4 separate regions of the Gossypium hirsutum genome follow, and regions 1, 2 and 3 are each linked to region 4. A link is a contact called in public Hi-C data. All regions are on one chromosome and are shown on one strand. Each heading gives the region's core, a stretch centred on a gene start, on an enhancer-like site or on the middle of the called end of the contact. The rest is flanking DNA. Distances are from core to core; before and after follow the strand shown. Region 1 holds the start of LOC107925667 (E3 ubiquitin-protein ligase BRE1-like 2). Region 2 holds the start of LOC107921005 (putative cyclin-B3-1). Region 3 holds the start of LOC107925926 (non-specific lipid transfer protein GPI-anchored 6). Region 4 has its middle 22 kb from the start of TRNAE-UUC.

Region 1 (5,367 bases), core at 2,234-4,733, 380 kb before region 4:
AAGACGGAAATGGAGGATAGTTGAAAATTTTCTAATCTTCTAGAGTTTAGAGATATCTATTATGTTATTAAACAACAATGCTAAACCAGTTTTATCAATAGTTATTTATGTTTGGTTATTGGATATTAAATTTATGTTCTACTTATTTATGTGTAATCTAGTTTTATCAATGGTTGTTTATGTTTGGTTTTTGGATATTGAATTTATATTCTACTTATTTATGTGTAATCTTGTTTATTAATAGTTGTTTATGTTTGGTCTTTGGATATTGAATTTATGGTACTAGTTTTATCAATAATTGATTATGTTTGATTTTTGGATATTAAATTTATGTTCTACTTATTTATACTAATTTTTTTTATCAATAGTTGTTTATATATGATTTTGGATATAAAATTTATTCACAGGTGATGAGTATAGTTGAGAATTCCAGCGGTGATGAAAGTGATGATGAAAGGGAAAAGAAAGAGATTTTACAACGCATGGAATGTTTTAACCGATTATTTGTTGTTGCATCTTCTTCTGTGCAATTGTATTACGAGAAGTATATATTGAAGCAACCATGCATGGATTCAAAACAGACAGGTGAGACATGGATCTGAGAGATCCTTGATCGTCACGAATCACATTGTATGATTAATTTTAGGATGTCTAAAATGGTATTCGCAAGTTTGTTGAGAGTTTTAGAGACAAGATACAACTTGCAAACTTCAAAAAACATATCTTCTAGTGAAATGTTGGGAATTTTTTTATACATCTTGGGCACTGGTGTAAAAGTTTCCCAATGTCGAGAAAGATTTCAAAGGTCTGGATCAACAATAACACGATACTTTGCAATTATGCTTGAGAAAGTTTCAAGGATAGCCACTGATCTAATTGCACTCGAAGATCATTTTTTTAGCTCAATAACCGAACAAATACGTAATGATTCTAGATATATGTCGCATTTGAAGGTTAAATTTTAATTTTATATTATTATATTTTAATATTTTTGGTCGACTAAAAATATGCACGAGACTAATATGATTATTTGTTCAGGATTGCATAGGTGCAATTGATCGTACTCATATAGCCGCTATTCTTCCACCAAATAAACAAATTTTGTATATTGGAAGAAAATGTATCCCGACTCAAAATGTTATCGCAGTGTGTGATTTTAATATGTGTTTCACATTTGTCATGGTTGGATGGGAAGGATCGGCACATGACACTAGAATATTTCTTGATGCAATTCGAGATCCAAAATATAAATTTTCCCACCCACCAAATGGTTAGATATTTCATTTATTTCTTTCTTTTTAAAAGAATAAAGTATAAGTTCTTTAATTGATAATTTTTATAAAAAAATTATTGAATTAATTGTTTGTTATATTATGATATGTAGGAAAATATTATCTTGTTGATTCTGGATATCCTCAAATGAAAGGTTATCTTGGACCATATAGAGGTCAGCGATATCATTTACCTGACTTTCGTAGAGTTAGACCGATATCTGGTAAAGAAGAGATATTCAATCATTCACATTCATCATTACGTAGTGTGATTGAACGAACTGTTGGTGTTTTGAAAAAAAATGGGCCATTTTAAGGGATATGCCAAGTTATAGTTTTGAAAAGTAAACGATTATCGTTGTTGCTACAATGACGATACACAATTTTATCCGAAAATATGTCGGTCAAAATAATACAGATTTTATGGAATACGAAGATATTAACTGGGCGTATGAGAATATTATTGATTTAGCAAATGCGCATGGTCGAGAAAGTGATGATAATGATGACGATGATGATGGTGATGATGATGGTGAATCAAACAATTCAAGTGGTCTTGAAATTAAATTAATAAGATATGCTATAGCTTCTAGTTTAATGAATTCACTTTAAATTGTAAATGCTATTGTAAAATTTTTAGTATTTATATTTGGTATATAAATATTGGGAAAGGATTGTATGAAACAGTGACGCCACATCATCTGTATCCCTTTCCAATAGTTTTATGCCACATCAGTACTCTTATCCTGAATTTCAAGATTTTATCCTAAAAAAATCAAATTCAAATTAAAATACTGAAATTCAGGATACAATCCTAAAATTCAGTATAAGAATACTGATGTGGCATAAAACTATTGGAAAGAGATACAGATGACGTGGCGTCACTGTTTCATACAATCCTTTCTTATAAATATTATCCCTTTTTGAAACTTTAATCCAAATATATGTAATATTTTAATTTGCTAGGTTTATGTTTTCTATGTTATGTTAATATTTAATATGAGTTATATATTCAAAGTATATTTTAAAATAAAATAATACAAATGTGTTAAAAACATTAATTAAAAAAATCATTTTTAAAATAATACAATTGTGTCACTATCTAATTACAAATATTTAATTATTATATTTAAATATTTAAATATAGTTTATATATTCTAATTGAATTTAATAAATAATTAAAATAAATTACTTAAAAATATTTAAAATTAATATTATATATTAAAATATTAACAATAAGTTATAATAAATTATTTTTTATATATTGGTAAAATATCATAATATTAACTAATTTGAACATTATTTAAATATATTTGTTAGTTTATAATATCATGTCTAAAATGGACATTTTATTTCTCAAAAGCACTTTTTGACAACAATATTAAACACTCAAATTTTCAAAAGCACTTTTTCATAATACTTTTCAAAAGCATTGCCAAACAGACCTTACGTATGAAATCACAAAGGGGATGATGGTGATGGTGACGCTGATAACCTAGAATTTCAAATTGCACAAATATTTATATTTTTAGAGTATAAAAGATTAGAGATTTTCTATTATTTTACGGTTTACTTCAATATTTATCATATATAAATATTATTTATTATATTTATTAAAAATTCTTTATTCTATCTAGATTATTTATTAAATTTAGTTGAAATTCTTTATTTATCTCGTTAATTTATTAACTTCATTTGAAATTATCTAGTCCTACCTTTTTAATCTAATCAAATTGTTTAAGTTTGAACCAAAATTATAAATTTTAATTTACAAAAGAAGGTTACATATCATGAAATTAAATACTTCATGTCGCCTCTAAAATGTTACAAATTTTATAATAAAGTTTTAAAAAATAAATATAATTATTTGAATTGCGAATACAATAAACTAATTTAAACCTAATATAAACTATAAAAAAAATTTACAAAATCATGGTTGAATCGTTAAACCCACTAATTCTATTAAATAATTTTTTAAAAAAATTATAAAAAAAAAAATAGAAAAAAACTAATGAAACCGGTTAAACCAATTTAATTAGATCATATTAACTCACCCGTCAACCGATCAATATCTCTCCAAACTAATACTTCGACCACTTATTGATCCAATCGGTCTGATCGGCCGGTTTAATTTGGTTCAACCAACTATTTGACGAAGGTTGGTTGAAGAGCAACAAAGCTATAAGGTTAAACGCCACCGTTTTAACGGGTGATGCATCTTTCTTCTGCTTTTTTCTCAATATACGACTCCGTAGAAAGCAAATTACTGGAATCTATCATTCTCGGAACGAGTAGAGTTTGTAAGTTAGGGTTTTGGGAACGCATGATGATTGGGATTTGATGGTGTGGCGAAAGAGTAATCAAGTGTAAAAGAGAGGGGAGGGGGTGTAAATCGCAATCCTAACTGCAGTAAATGGAAAGCTTTGAATCTGAAGAACCAGAGAAGAAGAGGCCTCACTTGGATTCTCCCGCCATGGCCCGTAATTCCTCCACTTCTCCCAACCACACCAAATCTGTAATCTCTCTCTCACACTTTTTTTTCTTAAATATATTGTTTTCCTCTTTAATTTCTTGATAAATTAATGGGTTTGCATGATTTTATTCGCTTTCTTTTTGAGCTATAATTTCTCCTCAAATCAAAATTGCTCTGGAATACATTTTGTTTTGTCCTGTCGCCCGGAAGAATCAAATGTTAAAACTGAAATATTGAATCTTGGGACATTACTTTCGACTGTTCACAAAATGGAAAGTTGATCTAAAATTTTTCCTGCTATTAGTTTTCTTCTTGGATGCTCAGTTGTATTCCATTTCTTCATGGTCTCTGGGTTATTCATGGAAAATTTTAATTTCAAATGCTTTCTCTCTGCCGTCGAGACAGTATAGGAAGAGAAGGGGAATTTATTTATTACTTGTTGTGGATCAATTTTGATTTAATTTATTGTTAGTGGTGGATAAGTAGTTTGCTGCGAAACTCGATTCCCCTTCCCCTGTGGGTCTATACGGGGAAAAAGGAAAACAAGCTCTTTCTCTTAGCGATTTACCCATAATCAGTATATCACTGATATGCTTTTGTTTGTTTAGATTTGCGGATTTAGGGTGACACACCAAAATTAAGGGTTTTAAAAAAAAAAAAATCTTTTTTTCACTTAATTTATCTGCTAGGGTTATGTAACTCCAATTATTATTAAATTGAGCTGATAATGTGAATAGTTGAAGTAGTTTGCACTAACCGAGTAGGTTTGCTGCATCAATGCTGTATATGTCAAATGGAAATATTGTAAATTAATGAAATGTGATGTCTTTTTCATCATCTCAAATTATTTGAGTTGCCTATTTGGATCTATCTTAGAAATTGAAAATTTCCCTAAACTTCTAGTTATATTCTGGTCTCTTATCTGATTCAAACCATTCCTAGACTTGTCATGAATCAGTTTTAGGCATCTGATTATATGCATGGGCACCATAAATCCACCAGTTTGCACATTTTGTTGAGTTGATAAGCTAAGCCCTGAGCATAACCTAATTCAATATCAGGCATACCTAAAGATGAGTGGAGATATACTGTCCCCTGCCACCCGATTGAATTTGCCTTTCACTTTTTATACATGATTTGATTTTTCAGAGTGCCCTCTTATTATCACTATGATATTTCTGCATACACCCCAATGTGTAAGGTTGGTGCACATGTCAAGTAAATTTAAAATTGATAAAATCCGTTTTTGAACTTTTTCCCTGCATGTTTACAAATTTGTGTTTTTAATTCTCTCATGCATTTTATTTGATATAGAGGAATTCTTTTTATCCAGGTTGATGCGGCAGTTCTCCAGTACCAGAATCAAAAACTTGTCCAGCAGTTAGATATTCAGAAACATGAGTTGCATGATCTTGAAACCAAAATTAAAGAATTAAAAGACAAGCAAGCCTCTTATGATGATATGTTGATAACTGTGAACCAACTCTGGAATCAGGTATTTTTTTATGGCACTCTTTTACTTTCATCTGTTTTGATCATTATGATTTTTTTATAGTTCTTTTTTGTTACTCTACTCTATAGTTGGTTGATGATTTGGTCCTGCTTGGAATACGAGCTGGAGGA
Region 2 (5,196 bases), core at 166-2,665, 500 kb after region 4:
GAAACAGAATCAAACACAAAGCGACAATTAGGCACAAAAAGTACACTAGTTCAAAGTTGAAACATGTCTAGACTAAAAATTAGAAATTTTTCTTTAAAAAAAAAAAAAGATAAAGAAGAAAGACAAAGAAGAAGAAAGATTGGCACTGAACAAAATTTCCATAAATTTATTCATAACCCCCCCCCAAAAAAAAAAATCAATGGGCGAAATTGATAAGGGTCTATTGTGTCCTCAAATCTTGGCAATGCATCATATCCACAGCCAAATAAGACACAATGACAACAATTAGATTTCATACCGTTCCAACAAGGCACTTCTCTCATTCTTCCTGCGTTACAAAAAGGGCAGCAATGACAACTAGTTAGGCCATTTCCAGAAAGAGCTAACAATTCAAAAGCATTATAACTGTGGCACTCACATTGATTTAGAGCCATCATAAACTTTCGTGGAAGAAACAAAAGAAGTAAGGTTGCTAAGATCTGACAGTGCCTTTCTTTGAACTATTTTATTTTCTGAAAAGTGAGCGTATAAAGAACTGTAAAAAAAAGCTCTCAATGGCATAGAATGGAGATACTGATTATGACAAATTTGTTGCAGATGCAGCTGAAGCTTACCAGAACTATCGCGCTTGCCTTTAATCTTGGTCATGTTCTTCAAAGAGCCCTTTAAATTACATTTGGAAGTTAAACATGAATATAAATAAATAAATAATGCTTTATTATGAGAATCAATAAAAAAAAGGTAATAACCTTTGAATCGATTGCAGTAGTTAAAACGGCTGCTTTGCTACCTACTACTGGTTTCGTCCTAAAAAAGAAAATGTAAAAGAAAACCAGTTCGTCAAACTATCAAATTATTCTTTATTTAAAAAAAAATCAGACGATGCTCTAATCGAAGCAAGGGCAGCAAACTTACATGGTAGATGCTTCAATTTTTGGATTTTCATTTTGGGAATAAATTTTCAAACCTTTTACACAAATAAGAAAAGAATATAACGAATCTAAAAGAATATATATAATTACTGAATATAGAAAATAGGAATAGATAGAATTACAACGACTGGAGCTAAGTTGATCTCCTGTTTTCCCCTGGAAAAAATGAGAGAATATACTGATAAATAAATAAAAACTGAAACCCTAACTCAAATTTAAAGGGGAAAAATAATTATTAAAAAGATAATGAGAAACAGCACAATTTTCCTTATGAATTAAGAAGCATTATTCTTAATGAAAAAGAAGGGGAAAAAATACCTTGAGCTTGAGAGATGCCATTTTGATGGATCTTTCTTGACTTGTTTTTCTTCTGAGAGGAAGAAAGAAAAGTTAACCGTTTGCTTATGTTGAATTGAAAAGTGGTGTATCCCGCCTCTCTTTCCTCTCTTTTGTCTTTCAAATTGTTTCAAAATTTGAGATCATTTAGGCCCATGTGATGTGATTCTGTTTATACAAGATCTGGCGGGCTGGGCTCAAGTTCAAATGAGGATTTTTTAATGCTTCCGGGCCAACCTTTTTCTTCTGAATAAATGATACTCATAATTACTTAATTATGAAAAGTTATAATTTAGTCACTTAATTATTTAAATTTAGTTATTTAAGCCACCTTTTGTTAATTTGTTAAAAGGCATCAACCTGGGTCAGTAAGCTACTATTCCTCAAATATATTCAGGTAAGCTATATCCTTAGTCACACAATTATTAGTAATTTCTTTTGTTTTTGGGTCACTCATCTATAACTAAAACATCAATTTGGTACTTTTAATAATTCTTTTCATGATAAATGCAAAAAAAAAATTAAATAGAGTTTAAAATTCATAATTTATTTTTAAAAATTATAAAATTATTAATTTTAATTATGCAAAAAATATTAAAAATTCTAAAAAAAAATTCTTAAAATCTCATTATTCAGTTGCAGGACTTTTCCATTGTATGATTACTTTTTTGTTTTCACCTTTTTGATAAATAAAGTAAATTTTAGTTTTTTTTCTACTTGTGTTTTCATTTATAATCTTCATTTCAAAAGCAAAAGATAATCAATAGCGTAATTTTTGTTTTTCGCTTCATGGATCATCATCATTGTAGCTTTCCATCATATTATTATTACTATTATGCCAAGAACATTTAAGAACTCACCTAGATTGAGAAGAATGCCTTTGTAGAAGGGAAAATGACATGAATAACCTTTTTATTTTAGGGTTTGTTCTAACTTAGTATCTATGTTTTTAAAATGTTCACTTTTTGCACTTGAAGTTTTATTTCACTTATCAATTTATACCTAATCAAACATAGCGTATTGACCAATGGTATGACGAGATGTGACGCTTTAGTAAGGGAGTTAAAAGGACTTAAAATCATTATTTCAAATCTTTTTATACCAAAAATAAATAAATAAATATATATAATCATTAAATAAGAAAATTATAAAAAAATCCATTATTTTACTTTCATAAAAAAAACTAATAACACATTAATCAATGAACGTGTAATATTGAATTTTTCTTTTTAAATGTGGGGTATTGATCTTAAATTTATATTTTAACAATAGAGAGGATGGAAGAAAGAATTGGATCATTAATTATCAAATTTAAGGATTTTGCATTTATGGCTAAAAGTAATTAAAAGCATTAGTTGTTATACACTTTCATTAGACCTGATCATAGGTCGGGCCATCTGGCATAGCCCGAATGTCCGCTCGAAATGTGGGAGGGTTTGAGCTAAAATATAGGCCCGAAAAATGGGCTTAAACAAAAAAAATAAGGTTCATTTAAAAAATGGGTCGGGCCTCAAGTAAAGCATATTTGGCCTGGCTTCCCGATTAACTAAAGGAAAAAAATTTGCTCTTTTTTTTGTTTTTAAATGTTATTTTCTTGTTGTTTTCTCATTATTTTGCTACCATTTTACTATTACGTTGCTACTATTTTGTTGTTATTGTTTGGATATTGTATAAAACTTATGTTATTGTTAATTTTGTTATTATTTTAAAGGCATTTGTTAATTTTGTTATTATTTTAGAGGCATTTGCTTGTTCAATTGCATTTATCTTAGAATTATTTAAGTTTACATATTTTTTAAAATATATTTTCAATTTTTTGAGAAAAATTTATTTTGATGTTTTTAGTATTGTTGATGTATTATATATATTTACAAATTATATAAAAATTAATACGAGTGGACTGGGTCGGGCCCGAGTTTTAGCATTTTTATTCGGGTCAGGCTTGGGCAAAATTTTAGGCTCATTTTTTGGACTGGGCTTGGCCCGGGCCTAGTTAATGGGCCTAAATTTTTAGTTGAGCTTTAACATCCATCATGTTCAGTGGTTTTTTTCCACCCGTCGACAATACCAAAGTGCTCCCCTCCTCCTTTTCCTCCTCTCTTTTTTTGTTGGAGTAGATCGCCATGAATTTCTCAAAATCAACACGAAACTTCAAACCAAAGTGCGAGAGGAAAACAAATCGAACCACTATTAGATCATGTAACGCCCCCACGCCCGAAACCATCACCGGAGTCGAGCTTGAGGGGTTACCAAACATAATTTATCAATTTAAGAACTTCAAATCATTTGTTTCTACATTCACAGCTTTCTAGCTACTCGCGCCACAGTTACAAGAAAAATCATATCTCGAGTTACGAAACTCGAAATCAAGATCCGTAAATTTTCCCTGAATCTAGACTCATATATCTATTTACTAATTTTTTTCTAGAATTTTTTATTGGGCCAATTAGTACAGTTTATTAATTAAAGTATCCCCTATTTTAGGGTTCGACTACTCTGACCTCTGTGTATTACGAATCAGATATATCTCTATACAAAATTTCAACGACTATGAGATTTGTTTCCATTAAAACTAGACTCAATAAGGAATCTGTACATATAAATAACAACTTCTAATTATTTTAGTAAAATTTATTATGAATTTTTAAAGTCAGAACAGGGGATCCAGAAATCACTCTGGCCCTGTTTCGCAAAAGTTTAAATATCTCATAAAATATAATTTATATTCCTGTTTTGTTCAATCCATATGAAAATAGACTCATTAAGCTTCAATTTCATAACTTACTCATCATTTAGTTATATTTATACTATTTTTAGTGATTTTTCAAATTTATGTCATTGCTGCAGCAATATTCTGTTTTAAGGCAAGTTTCATCTTTCCATGAATTTTTATGAACTAGATAACCTGTTAAACTTCCATGATATCAAACATGATCTAAATTAGCCATCACCATGACTTATCAATATCAAACATTTTCTCAACCAAACATGGCCATATCATAAAATTATTTACACAAAATAGGTATATTGCTATACATGCCATACTTAAGTAGTTGTACAAGCCATTTACCAAGATAAAAGTCCTTTGGATAGTGTGATCGAACTTTCGACTTGTCCCGATTCCTAAGCCGGCTTGTTCAAAACTACAGTGAATGAAAAGGAAGGAGTAAGCATAAATGCTTAGTAAGTTCATATGTAAATAACAAGTAACATAACAATACAAATATACCAAACAACTTTAGCATGGTACCACCAAAACATATATCACATCTTTAAACATCATTCATCATCTTACCACCTTATCGTTGTTGTATCTATTTTCAACCCGAGGGTTAAGAACATACCTGTCCAAAGTGTCCATTTCACAACACTTACCCAAAACGTCACTTATATCTTAAGTGCTCTTCCATTAAACTAGAAATTTCACCCGTTGAACACATCGGAATATAACTCGGATACATGGATAATTTGCACATAAGTGCCACATATGTAATCAAGAAATCAAGTAACCCGCCCTAAGTGAACTCGGACTCAACTCAACGAGCTCGGGCGTTCGCATCCATAAATGAACTCGGACTCAACTCAATGAGTTCGGATGCCTAGTTACATCTCACGAACTCGGACTCAACTCAACGAGTTCGGACATTTGCATCCATAAGTGAACTCGGACTCAACTCAACGAGCTCGGATGCTCAACCATCCTAGTGACATGTCACTTGTATCCTAATCTATTCCTAAGGTTCAAACGGGCTTTTTCCCTCGATCTCACATTTGTCATCTTTCATGGAATATCGGAACCGATACTCGGTAGCAATTCATATTTATCAAGTAGTAAACATAATTTGCATATTACTCAACATTAACCACAAAGCATAATATTTCATGATTAAAAATCAGCGTATCATGTAATTAACATTAATAACTTAAA
Region 3 (5,133 bases), core at 1,313-3,812, 260 kb before region 4:
GGCAACAATAGGATTTGAACTAGGGACCGAAGGGTAAGTTAAAACCTTACCACTAAATGAGTAGGCTCATTTTTGCCAACAAACTAACAAGAATAGATTATGAGTTACACAGAAAGAGCTAGAACAAGGAATAAGAATAATACAGAATTTTCAAAGGAATAAGTTTGAACACCAGACCTCACACACACCAACACAACACTAAACCACTGAACCAGATTAATTCACTTAATGCAATTTCTCAACATTTATTTTTAAACAAGACATGACCTCTCTCTCGATTCACTAACCCAATTTCTACTAACCTAGTTTTAGGGATGCGACATCTAAAGTACGCTCGACCACACCACAATGAAGTGTTACCAATCAACACCACAGAACAAGATGATAATGAGAATCAAGAAGGCAAGGAATGAAAACTAAAAAGTAATCTTTAAGAAAACAAAGGAAATCAACACAACCATTGCTTTACTATAACAAAAGAAAAGAATTAAAAAGAGGGAAAAACAAACATGAGATGGAAAGAGGAACAAACTTAGGATGACAAAAGATGAGAGAGGGGGAGAGGGAGTGTTTTGGAGAGAAAAATTCTCCAAAAAGAATATATTATTATTTTTAAAACCAACCACTAAATTTGTTAGTTATCCTTATCAGATTTCCCAGAATCCAAATTCAACCCACTTTCAAACACATGGGCAGCACAAGGGAATAGCAAAAATAATTTTGCTTTGCACGCACAGGATTCAAGCACAAGACCTTTAGTTAAGCTAAGGCCTTACCACTAAACCAAAAAACTCAATCTTATTAATATATGAGAGAAAATAATAGATAAGCTAGATATTCAAATTAAGGGGTTGGAACAAAAATAATTAAAAATCAAGGGAAATGATTTGAACAAACAAGACCTTAAGCACAGACACAAAACTCTTATCCACTAGAACAAATTAATCACTTGATATAACTCTTACTACAATTATTTAAAAACAAAGAGTGACCATTCTAGGCTTACTAACCCAATTTCTACTAACTCGATTTTTGAGATGTGACATTATAAATACCTCAGGGATCAACACAGTAAGGGGACTACTTTCTGGCTCTTGGCCCTAGAACGGATGAATCGGCCTTCTTTAACACCGCCCCCTCTCCTCCTTCTCTACTTCAATTGATACTATGTATCAACAATTATATTATACAATTAGCATTATATAATTAAGGTAGATTAGTAACGATATGTAACCCTATACAACTATATTATTATAATGCATATTGTTTCATTAATGATCTTAAACCCTAAGTTCAAATCTTGTTTTGGGCCCCAAAAATTTAATATTGCAATTCTTAATTTTTTCAGAACAATAATAGTACATGCTCTAGATTCATTTATACACTAATAAAATGAACTAAATAATTAAATTAATATCATAATCCTCCACAAGACTATTTATAAAATCATTTTAAGTTAAATTATTAGGTTGATAAATCATTCAAAGCTATTAAAAGGAAAGCTAATACGTAAATTATTCATATACCTAATGTTTGCTGTATCATTTTTTTAATTGGTTTAATTGGTTTCTAGCTTTAATTATTTACACTTAATGACTTATTTGACCCTTCAACTTTGCAAAAAAGTCATTTTAACCCTTCATTTACTTTTTTACCTCTTTCAGCCCTTAAACTTATGTTGTTTGTCAAATCACCCTTCATTTACTTTTTTACCTCTTTCAGCCCTTAAACTTATGTTGTTTGTCAAATCACCCTAAAATAGATGGAAAAGTAAACGTTTGTTAACTTTGCTAATGTTGCATACACATGGATGCCACGTTAGCAATTAATTATTTTTTTTAAAAAATTACAAAATTAAAAATATTAAAAAGTATTAAAATTGTTAAAAAGTATAAAAATCATAAAAATATTTTTTAAATTTTTTAAATTTTTTTAAAATTAATTAGTTGCTAACATGGAATACACATAGATGTCATGTCAAGAAAGTTAAGAAAGTTTAATTTTTCCATTCATTTTGGGGTGATTTGACAAAAATACAAGTTTAATAGCTAAAAGAGGTAAACAATGAATGGCTAAAATGATTTTTTTATAAAGTTAGAAGACTAAATAAATCATTATGCCAATTTTATAACCGAGTAATTGTAATCTTCCATATAATGGAATAAATTCATACCTATTAAATATATATAATTGACAACCTTTGAATAATTGTTTCTTTTATAAATAAAATATTATAAAGTTTAATAAACTATTTTTCTAAAATTAAAATTATACTAATTATTATATTTAAGAAATGATCTACTTACTCTAATATAAAACTATACTTTTATAACTTTTTTATGAAATGTTTTCATAACTTTAACGATCGTATCTAGTTTTAATAATAATAATAATAATAATAATAATATTCTATATTCTATTACAACTATTCTTTTAAACATATATATTTTTGGTTTGATTTGAATACAACGAGTTTTATATGAAAAAATTGAATTTAAACCCGAATGTATGATGTGGGTGACAACCTCAATCCAAAACCAAACTGGACAGAATACATAGATTTAAATCAAATTTTCAATTTTCTGGATTTCTTTGTTCAACCTGGCATGATACCTCATAATTGTTTTTGTGATGAGGACAATAGCTTATTTGGAAGAGAGTGCGTATATAACAGGTAAGGCTTTGCTCAATTAAAACAAATAATGATCACAGTTGAAGATGAAGACCCTTGTGGAATAACTTAATTAATTATTTATACCATAATAATTTCAAACTCCATCGCCACCAACCACTTGTCTCTCTCTCCTTTTCACAACTCTCATTCTCTCACTATATAGCCCCTGGATAATGGAAATGTGTTTAGTTTCAATTCCTTTCTTTTTCTTCTACTTTCCCTTTGCCTTACTTACCACTGAAAACAATGAAGGAGTCCAAGCATGAGGCTTTCACACTCTCTTTCACCCTGCTTCTCATGCTGCTGGGTTTGGCATCCAGTGATGTGAACCAAGACAAAGCGGAATGCACTGATCAGCTAGTCGGGCTTGCTCCATGTCTTCCATACGTTGGTGGACAGGCCAAAGCCCCCACCCTGGATTGTTGCGGTGGGCTGAAACAAGTGTTGGTTAAGAGCAAGAAATGCCTGTGTGTGTTGATTAAAGATAGAGATGACCCCAGTCTTGGCCTCAACATCAATGCTAGTCTTGCTGCAACCCTCCCTCACACTTGTCATGACACTGTTAACATTACGGAATGCATCTGTAACTAAAACCTCTTCCACTCTATGCTATTCCATTTCATAACCTTTGCTTTCTCCCTCATTTTCTGTTTTCTTTTTCTTTTTTTTTTTTGCTTGATTTCAGCCCTTCTGCACTTGGCACCCAACTCCCAGGAAGCTAAGTTATTCCAAGGATATCAAAAGCTGACAGAGAAGCATTCCACATCCCCACCTGCGAGTGGTAACTTATACCTCATCTCTCTTTACTATTACCACATACCATCTCATTCTCATTTTTTATGATTTCCGAACATCTCCAAATATATATATTAAAAAAAACTTAGAAAAAACCATATAGGACACATATTCATGTTCAACACAGTGATACAGATAAATATATCTATGTACGTAGGTAACTCCACAAGCAGTGCTGCAGAGAAGAGTGATGGAGGAATGGGAAAGAAGCGCGTGGGAGTAGTAGAGATAGCTATCGGATTTTCACTATGGGTTTTCAACATACACCAAAACTCTGTTGTGTGAATGATAGAAGTTTACACACAGCTGCGGCTATGTTTGTTATATCCATAATTTAAGAGTTTGGACCAGGATCCAGTTATGTTTTTATCTTAAAATCCTTTTTAGTTTGTCTTTGATTTTTTTTTTTTGCAATTATATATTCTTATATTTAATGTGTTGATATTCATGGTGAGTAAGCACATCATTTTATGATATGAAAAAGTTTTTTGGTTTGCACTTTTTAACTTTTATTTGAACAGAGGTTGAGAGAGAACAAAAATGGTAGAAGATTATTTTATTTCAACTTCTATTATAACAGAGAATGGAACAGAAATCACGATTCACAAATCTTACACCTGCAGGTTGAACCTATATTATTATAAATTACTTCAACAAAATATCTCACAATATAATGAATAAAACTTTCCAAGAAATACCTAAAAAGAGTGTCATATATAATAGGAAAATAAAGCACAAAAAGCTGATCAAAGACATTCCGAAACTGCACTCCAAGTGACATCACGTTGTTGCCTATTTATAAGTTCATTTTGTTGTTCATCCAACCAATTTTGATAAGCATCTATCATTGTTGAGTATGATTCTTATTTTAGTTAAATTTGAAAAATAATCTTTCAGTTAAACTTTGTTTATTTGTTTCAATCAAATTTTGATTAGTCTAAATTATTTTATTATTATTTGACCTATGAATTTAGCCTATAAATAGGTTTTTTTTTTAACCTTAAAAAAAACACCCGTTAGATATTAGAACTCAAAAACACTTTTAGAGAATTTTGTGTTTATGTTTTGAGGGTTCTTTGTTTTTTGGGTTTCGGGGTTTAATTTTTATCTCCATCTTTGTACTCTTCGTTCTTTTATCATTATAGTAAAATTATCTTTGTCCATAGGCTTTTATCCTCTTTGGAGAGGTTTTTCTACGTTAAATTTGTATGTTCAATTTCTCAATTTCTTTCACTATTTTTGCTTGTTCGCTGCTTAATCGAGTCAATCCTCAACAACTGGTATCAGAGCTAATTTAATTTTCATAAATTAGTCCGTTTAGAGATGGCAACAACAAAGTTTGACATTGAGAAGTTCGATGGTGTCACAAATTTCAATTTGTGGCAAGTTTGGATGATGGTAATTTTAGTTCAAACTAACTTGAAAAAGGTCGTTATTGGGAAAAAGCTCAAGAATCTAAATCAATCAGAATGGGAAGAGCTTGATGAAAAGGCCTTGTCTACAATCCAGTTGTGCTTTGTGAATAGGGTATTGCAAGAGGTATTGATGGAGAAGACCTCATCCGCCTTGTGGAAAAGGTTAGAAACTCTTTATGGGACTAAGTCTCTGGCTAACCGTTAGGGTTGAAACAATATTTATTTACGTTTCGCATGAACGAATGTGAG
Region 4 (5,288 bases), core at 1,678-4,177:
ATAAATCATTGAGAAATGCAAGAAAAAATCCCTTAATATCTGCATTATTTTTTTTATTCTAGTTTAATTTGTTCATTTCTTTTTTAGGCAAAATTAGTGGTAAAAGCCACAAATAAAAAAAAATAGTGAATTAAACCATATATTACTTTATTTAAAAAATAAACGAACAAAAAGCTTATTCCATAAAATACGTTTTTTAGGATACCAAAGTGCTTTTATTTGTAATATAGATGATTTGGTTGGATGGTTAAATGCCTATATTTCTACTCAACCTCTTTGATTATTTGGTTTTTTTCCTAATATATGTTGTTTCAAGTTTCTTATTTTATTTTTTAAAAAATTCTTAATTAATAAGCATGATTTTTTCAAATTTTTAATTAACAAACATGTCGTTTAAGTTATTTTATTTTATTTTTAATTAATAATTTCTTTTTTATATATACTTCGTATTTGTTTTACGGTCTATGTTCGGAGTTCGTGGCTACCCCTCCTAATAATGTCATCTCCAAAGTTCAAACATGGGTCCTATACTTCTTTATTTATATAGACAAAAAACAATAATTATGTAATTATGTAATGAAAATATTATTTTTTGGGAAATAATCCATTTACACCGGAGTAAAACGTGTAAAACTATAGCTGTTTTACACCATTTCAAATCTCTTTGTATGGTTAATATTTTAATGATCAAATCATTGAATCAATCCGATATTTTTATCATATTAATCTACAATACTCAATATATTAATGTATATTTAACGACTGAATATTTTTTACATAAATCAAATAGTTTAATTTCATCAAATTTTATATGCATGATCTATATGAATAAAATACTAAATTCAACAGTTAGATCATTAAAATATTAATAGTACAAAAAGATAAAAGAGGGTGTAAAAGAGCTTTTGTTTTGAAAACATAATTATCCCTCCCTTAATTTATATATATAATTTTGTTAAATATATTTTATTTTTTAAAAATATCAGTTAATTTTTTTATATAAATTTTATATGTTAAATATTTATTTTTCATGTACATTATGAGTATGGTAAATTCTAATATAAAAATCAATGAATTACTTCAAAAATCATTAATTTTAGTAAATATAATTTTTATATGTGAAATATTTTTTCCACATACATTGTGAGTATGATAGATTCTAATATTATAAAATCAAATAATTACTTCAAATATCATTATTATTTTTATATGTAAAATATTTCAAAACAAAATTTTCTTTTAAATATCATTCATTTTATATGTGAAATATTTCAAATACACATACAAAAATATATAATACTAAAACTTGTCACACTCATTATATAGATAGAAAAACAAATATTTCACATATAAAATTTATATTTACTAAAAATAATGATATTTGAAATAATAAATTGATTTTATATATTAGAATCTACTATACCTACAATGACCAAAAAATAATAAATATTTGACATATAAAAATTATATATAAAGAAAAATAAATTTAAAAAATCAATTGATGCTTTTAAAAAATAAAATATATTTAACATAATGATATATAAAAAATTATTTTCATGGTATTATTCTATCTATATGAAAAATAAATTAAAAAACTTAAAAGCAAGTTTATTAATTAAAAACTTGAAAATAATATGTTTAATAATTAAAAACATTAATTAAAAAAAAAGGTGATCGCAAGGAGGGGCAAAAAGTTGGTAGGGCTACGAAGAAAGTTCGGCTATGGGAAGAAAACCCTCTTGACCAGGATAATGTTATTATGGAAGTAGCTGGGATGGACAAAATGTTCTTTTGAGACAAAATCCTAAACCAATATGGGGAGAGCAAACTGTTGGGTGAGAGCCTTGAGAAGGATATTGAATTGATGAAGGGTGATGTTACTAATAATAATGGAGGAATTCCTTCAATTAATTTTTCTAATCAGGTGCATTAACTTATGGGCGATAGCATGTCAAAGACTGTGATCATTAAACTTTTAGGCCAGGACATTGGTTTCAACACCCTTTTTAGCAAGACTTTCATCTTGTGGAAACCAACTCAGACGTTTCAACTAATGGATCTTGAAAATGGCCAAATTTAGATCTATTGAAGATTATATAAAAGTTTTATTTGGGCACTGGGTGATTTTTTTTCAGTTTTTGATAGTACAACCATGGACTCTAAACTTTAGCACGATGCAAGAGTACCCCTTCAATATGGTTGCTAGGATTCGCTTACCGGATCTTCTTGGTGTGATGTATAAAAAAAAAAGTATTCGGCTCGCAATTGGGGAGGTGATTAAGAATGTTATTCGTATTGATTATAATACAGATAATGGGACGAGAGTTCAATTCGCTCACATGGCTGTCGATGTTGAATTGGGGCTCTCTTTGATTTCTAATATCCGAATTGATGGCCAACTTCAAAGGGTTGAATAAGAGTCCCTCCCTACTTATGCTTTCAATGTGGGCACTATGGTCATCTAAAGGAGAGATGTCTTGCGCTTGGTATGAGGAACAATGAGGTAGAATTTGTTGAAAGAAAGAAACTATTGGTGGTGAATATTAAAAATAGGGTGGAGGAGGAGAGTTACGGCTCTTGGATGGTGGTAAGCGTAGGACAAGAAAACTACCCCAAAATAGGTAACTCTTCAGGCGTCGAAAATCAAGGCACCAAATCCGGGAAATTTAATTTTGATGTGCTATCTACAATTTAGGAGGATGTTTCGGAAGATATTTTAGGAAAAAAATAGGAGTAAAACATGAAATTTTGTGTTTGGGCAAAACTTGCCTTCTATTGGGAAATCGAAAGAGATGTCAAAATCTGGGCTTAAAGCTATGAATAAGAAACAAACGGGCATTAGGTAAAGAGAAGTAAAGTACAGGGTTAGAGATGCATAAATTACATCTTAAAGGGCCTGGTGAGAGTAGTACATCAGTGGGCTTTGGGTTAAAAGTCCAAGGTGATATTTAGGGTCCAAAGGGTGCTACTGTGGTCTTTAATGGTCTGGACTCTAGGCTTGTTGGAGAAAGGGAAAGAGATTTTGAACCCAACCTTTTGCATCACCAAGCTAGACGAGATATTTATCTCTTGATCAATCTTGTCATTGTGTTGTTTCTGTAGAGGAAAACACTCACCCTAATATTATTGGGAATGAAGGGAAGGTTCCAGATGGAGCAAGTGAAGGATTCATGATGGATGCTACCATTTTTTCGTCCAAGGAAAATGAAAATATTATTAAATGGAGAGAAGCTAAAAGAGAAGTTCAAGGGGAAGGGGTTAAATTTCGATTGGGTCTCGTAAGGATATTCTAGTCAAGGATGCAATGAGTGGTATTGTGGAAGGAATTGATTCTAAACCGGATCATAAGGCGAATGAGGTAGGAAGTTCAAGTACTACTTATGAGGAGTCGGCGCTCGATGTTGACTCAATTTTAGTCAATTGAAGTATGGGTATCTTTTTACTTACATTTGGGATCTTTCCTATGAATTGTAAGTTCTCTATTTGGAATTGTCAAGGTACGGGTCATATTCGATTTCATCGTACTCTTGCTGAATATGTCTGAGATTTTAGTCCATCATTGGTAGCGTTGCTTGGACCTCGACTGAGTGGTCGGCAAGCAGATTGTGTGATTTTGAAAATTGGGTTTCCGTTTTCACACTGAATTGAAGCAAAAATTTTCGTTGGCAACATCTGGATTTTATGGAAGGACTCTATATCTGTTGAAGTTTTGTTCAACCATACACAATTTGTTCATCTAAAGATTTCATCTATAATTTTTTATTACTAGTTTATTGTGACAGTTTGCTATGGTAACCCAAACCTTACTAAATGAATGTTTTTGTGGAAGGGATTAACTTTTATTGCATATAGAACTCTACCAGTCGTCGCCGTCACAATCAAATTTAGACTCTCTGATTAGATGGGGCTAATTGGTGCTATGACGATAAAATCATTAAATCTATTGCCATTTCCTTTTTTTATAAGTTGTATTTTGTTGAAGGAGATGTTGAGAGGGGTTTTCCCAAAGATTGGGCAGTATGAATTTGATCTTTTGAAGTCCCCGGATACTAATGATGAGATTTGAAGGTCAATATGCCCCTTTGGAGGCACCTGGTGTTAATGGATCCCATACGCAATTCTATCAAACTTAATGGGGTGTTGTGGGTTCCTCGGTTTATTCCATGATTTGGGATTTTTTTAGGGAGGAGTATTGGATCTGTTTTTGGAATCAAACACTTATTGTCCTTATCCCAAAAATAGTCTATTTTGAGAATTTGTATCATTATCGCCCTATTATCCTTTGCACAATGCCTTATAAAATTTTGACTAAGGTGATTGTGAATAGATTGAATCCAATTATGTCAAATATTGTGGCCTCTAACCAAGTCAGCTTTGTGTTGGGTCGTTATATCACTGACAACATTATTATTGCGCAAAAAGTCATCCGCTCAATGAAAATTCACAAAAGTAAAAAATGATGGATGGCGATCAAGGTTGATTTAGAAAAAGCCTATGATCGTGTTCGATGGGACTTTATACAAGATTTTTTGGTTGATGTTAGAATACCAATTGAATTAATTTGTATTATTATGCACTATATATCTTATTCTATGTAGATTCTATGGAATGACTCCTTCACTGAATTTTTTCAACCTACGCAAGGAATTCGCCATCACCTTATATGTTTGCGATTTGTATGGAAAAATTGGGTTAACTGATTCATGGTGTAGTTCAAGATAAGTCCTGGAAGTCAGTACAACTTTTTAGGGGAAGTCCAATGGTATCACACCTCTTCTTCATCGGCGACTTTATACTTTTCTGTGAAGCAGATATGGAGTAGGCCTATCTGGTTAGCTCAATTCTCGATAAGTTCAGTTACTTTTTTGGGCACCGTATTAATTCCTAGAAGATGAAGGTTTACTTCTTTTCAAATGTCGACCATGAAGATGTGAATTTATTAAATCATCTTATGGGATTCCAAGTTGTCGAGGATCTTGGAACATATTTGGGGATGTCGCTTTTACACAAAAGGGTAACACATAGCACATTTCAATTCGTTGTGGACAAGGTTCATAGTAAACTTAATTCCTATGATGCAAGACTACTTTCCATGGCAGGGAGGGTAACATTAGCCAAAGCTATCCTTTTAGCCATTCTAAATTATTTTATACAGACTTGCATGATTCCTGTGGGTATGTGTAATGAAATTGATAAAATTACTCGGCATTTCATTTGAGGTTCACATTAGTGCGATGGAACTCTGTTCGTGAACATGTGGAGAATGGAGGCCTTGGATTAAGGCGATT

What was found. A called contact is a pair of places that touch in the nucleus more often than the background predicts.
Region 1: a Hi-C map of leaf shows a contact between it and region 4, with 6 times the contacts expected there. The contact joins the promoter of LOC107925667 here to the enhancer-like site in region 4. A contact is called at or near these places in 10 of 34 Hi-C or Micro-C datasets (callus, hypocotyl and leaf).
Region 2: a Hi-C map of leaf shows a contact between it and region 4, with 5 times the contacts expected there. The contact joins the promoter of LOC107921005 here to the enhancer-like site in region 4. A contact is called at or near these places in 5 of 34 Hi-C or Micro-C datasets (callus and leaf).
Region 3: a contact with region 4 is called in a Hi-C map of leaf, with 2.0 times the contacts expected there. The contact joins the promoter of LOC107925926 here to the enhancer-like site in region 4. A contact is called at or near these places in 5 of 34 Hi-C or Micro-C datasets (callus and leaf).

What each region holds. Positions count from the first base shown.
Region 1 is chrA08:20,280,151-20,285,517 of Gossypium_hirsutum_v2.1, forward strand. LOC107925667 (E3 ubiquitin-protein ligase BRE1-like 2) reads left to right here and starts at 3,484. Exons shown (of 18, transcript XM_041074592.1): 1 at 3,484-3,786; 2 at 5,078-5,239; 3 at 5,326-5,367. The coding sequence starts at 3,685. LOC107952902 (a long non-coding RNA gene) reads left to right here. Exons shown (of 4, transcript XR_005899618.1): 4 at 1-119.
Region 2 is chrA08:21,163,634-21,168,829 of Gossypium_hirsutum_v2.1, forward strand. LOC107921005 (putative cyclin-B3-1) reads right to left here and starts at 1,416. Exons shown (of 23, transcript XM_041074595.1): 1 at 1,251-1,416; 2 at 1,055-1,088; 3 at 916-967; 4 at 750-807; 5 at 615-663; 6 at 419-512; 7 at 299-328. The coding sequence starts at 1,271.
Region 3 is chrA08:20,394,926-20,400,058 of Gossypium_hirsutum_v2.1, forward strand. It overlaps LOC107925926 (non-specific lipid transfer protein GPI-anchored 6), which reads left to right and starts at 2,563. Exons shown (of 3, transcript XM_016856722.2): 1 at 2,563-3,257; 2 at 3,360-3,455; 3 at 3,627-3,967. The coding sequence starts at 2,921. The coding sequence ends at 3,754.
Region 4 is chrA08:20,657,319-20,662,606 of Gossypium_hirsutum_v2.1, forward strand. It overlaps the pseudogene LOC107945580. Among protein-coding and RNA genes, the nearest start is that of TRNAE-UUC, 22 kb to the left of the region's middle. Within about 2 kb of position 2,928, at least 9 of the 9 cell types and tissues checked have an H3K27ac peak or open chromatin away from gene starts, as enhancers often do. A contact at or near this core is called in hypocotyl and leaf, where this site is marked.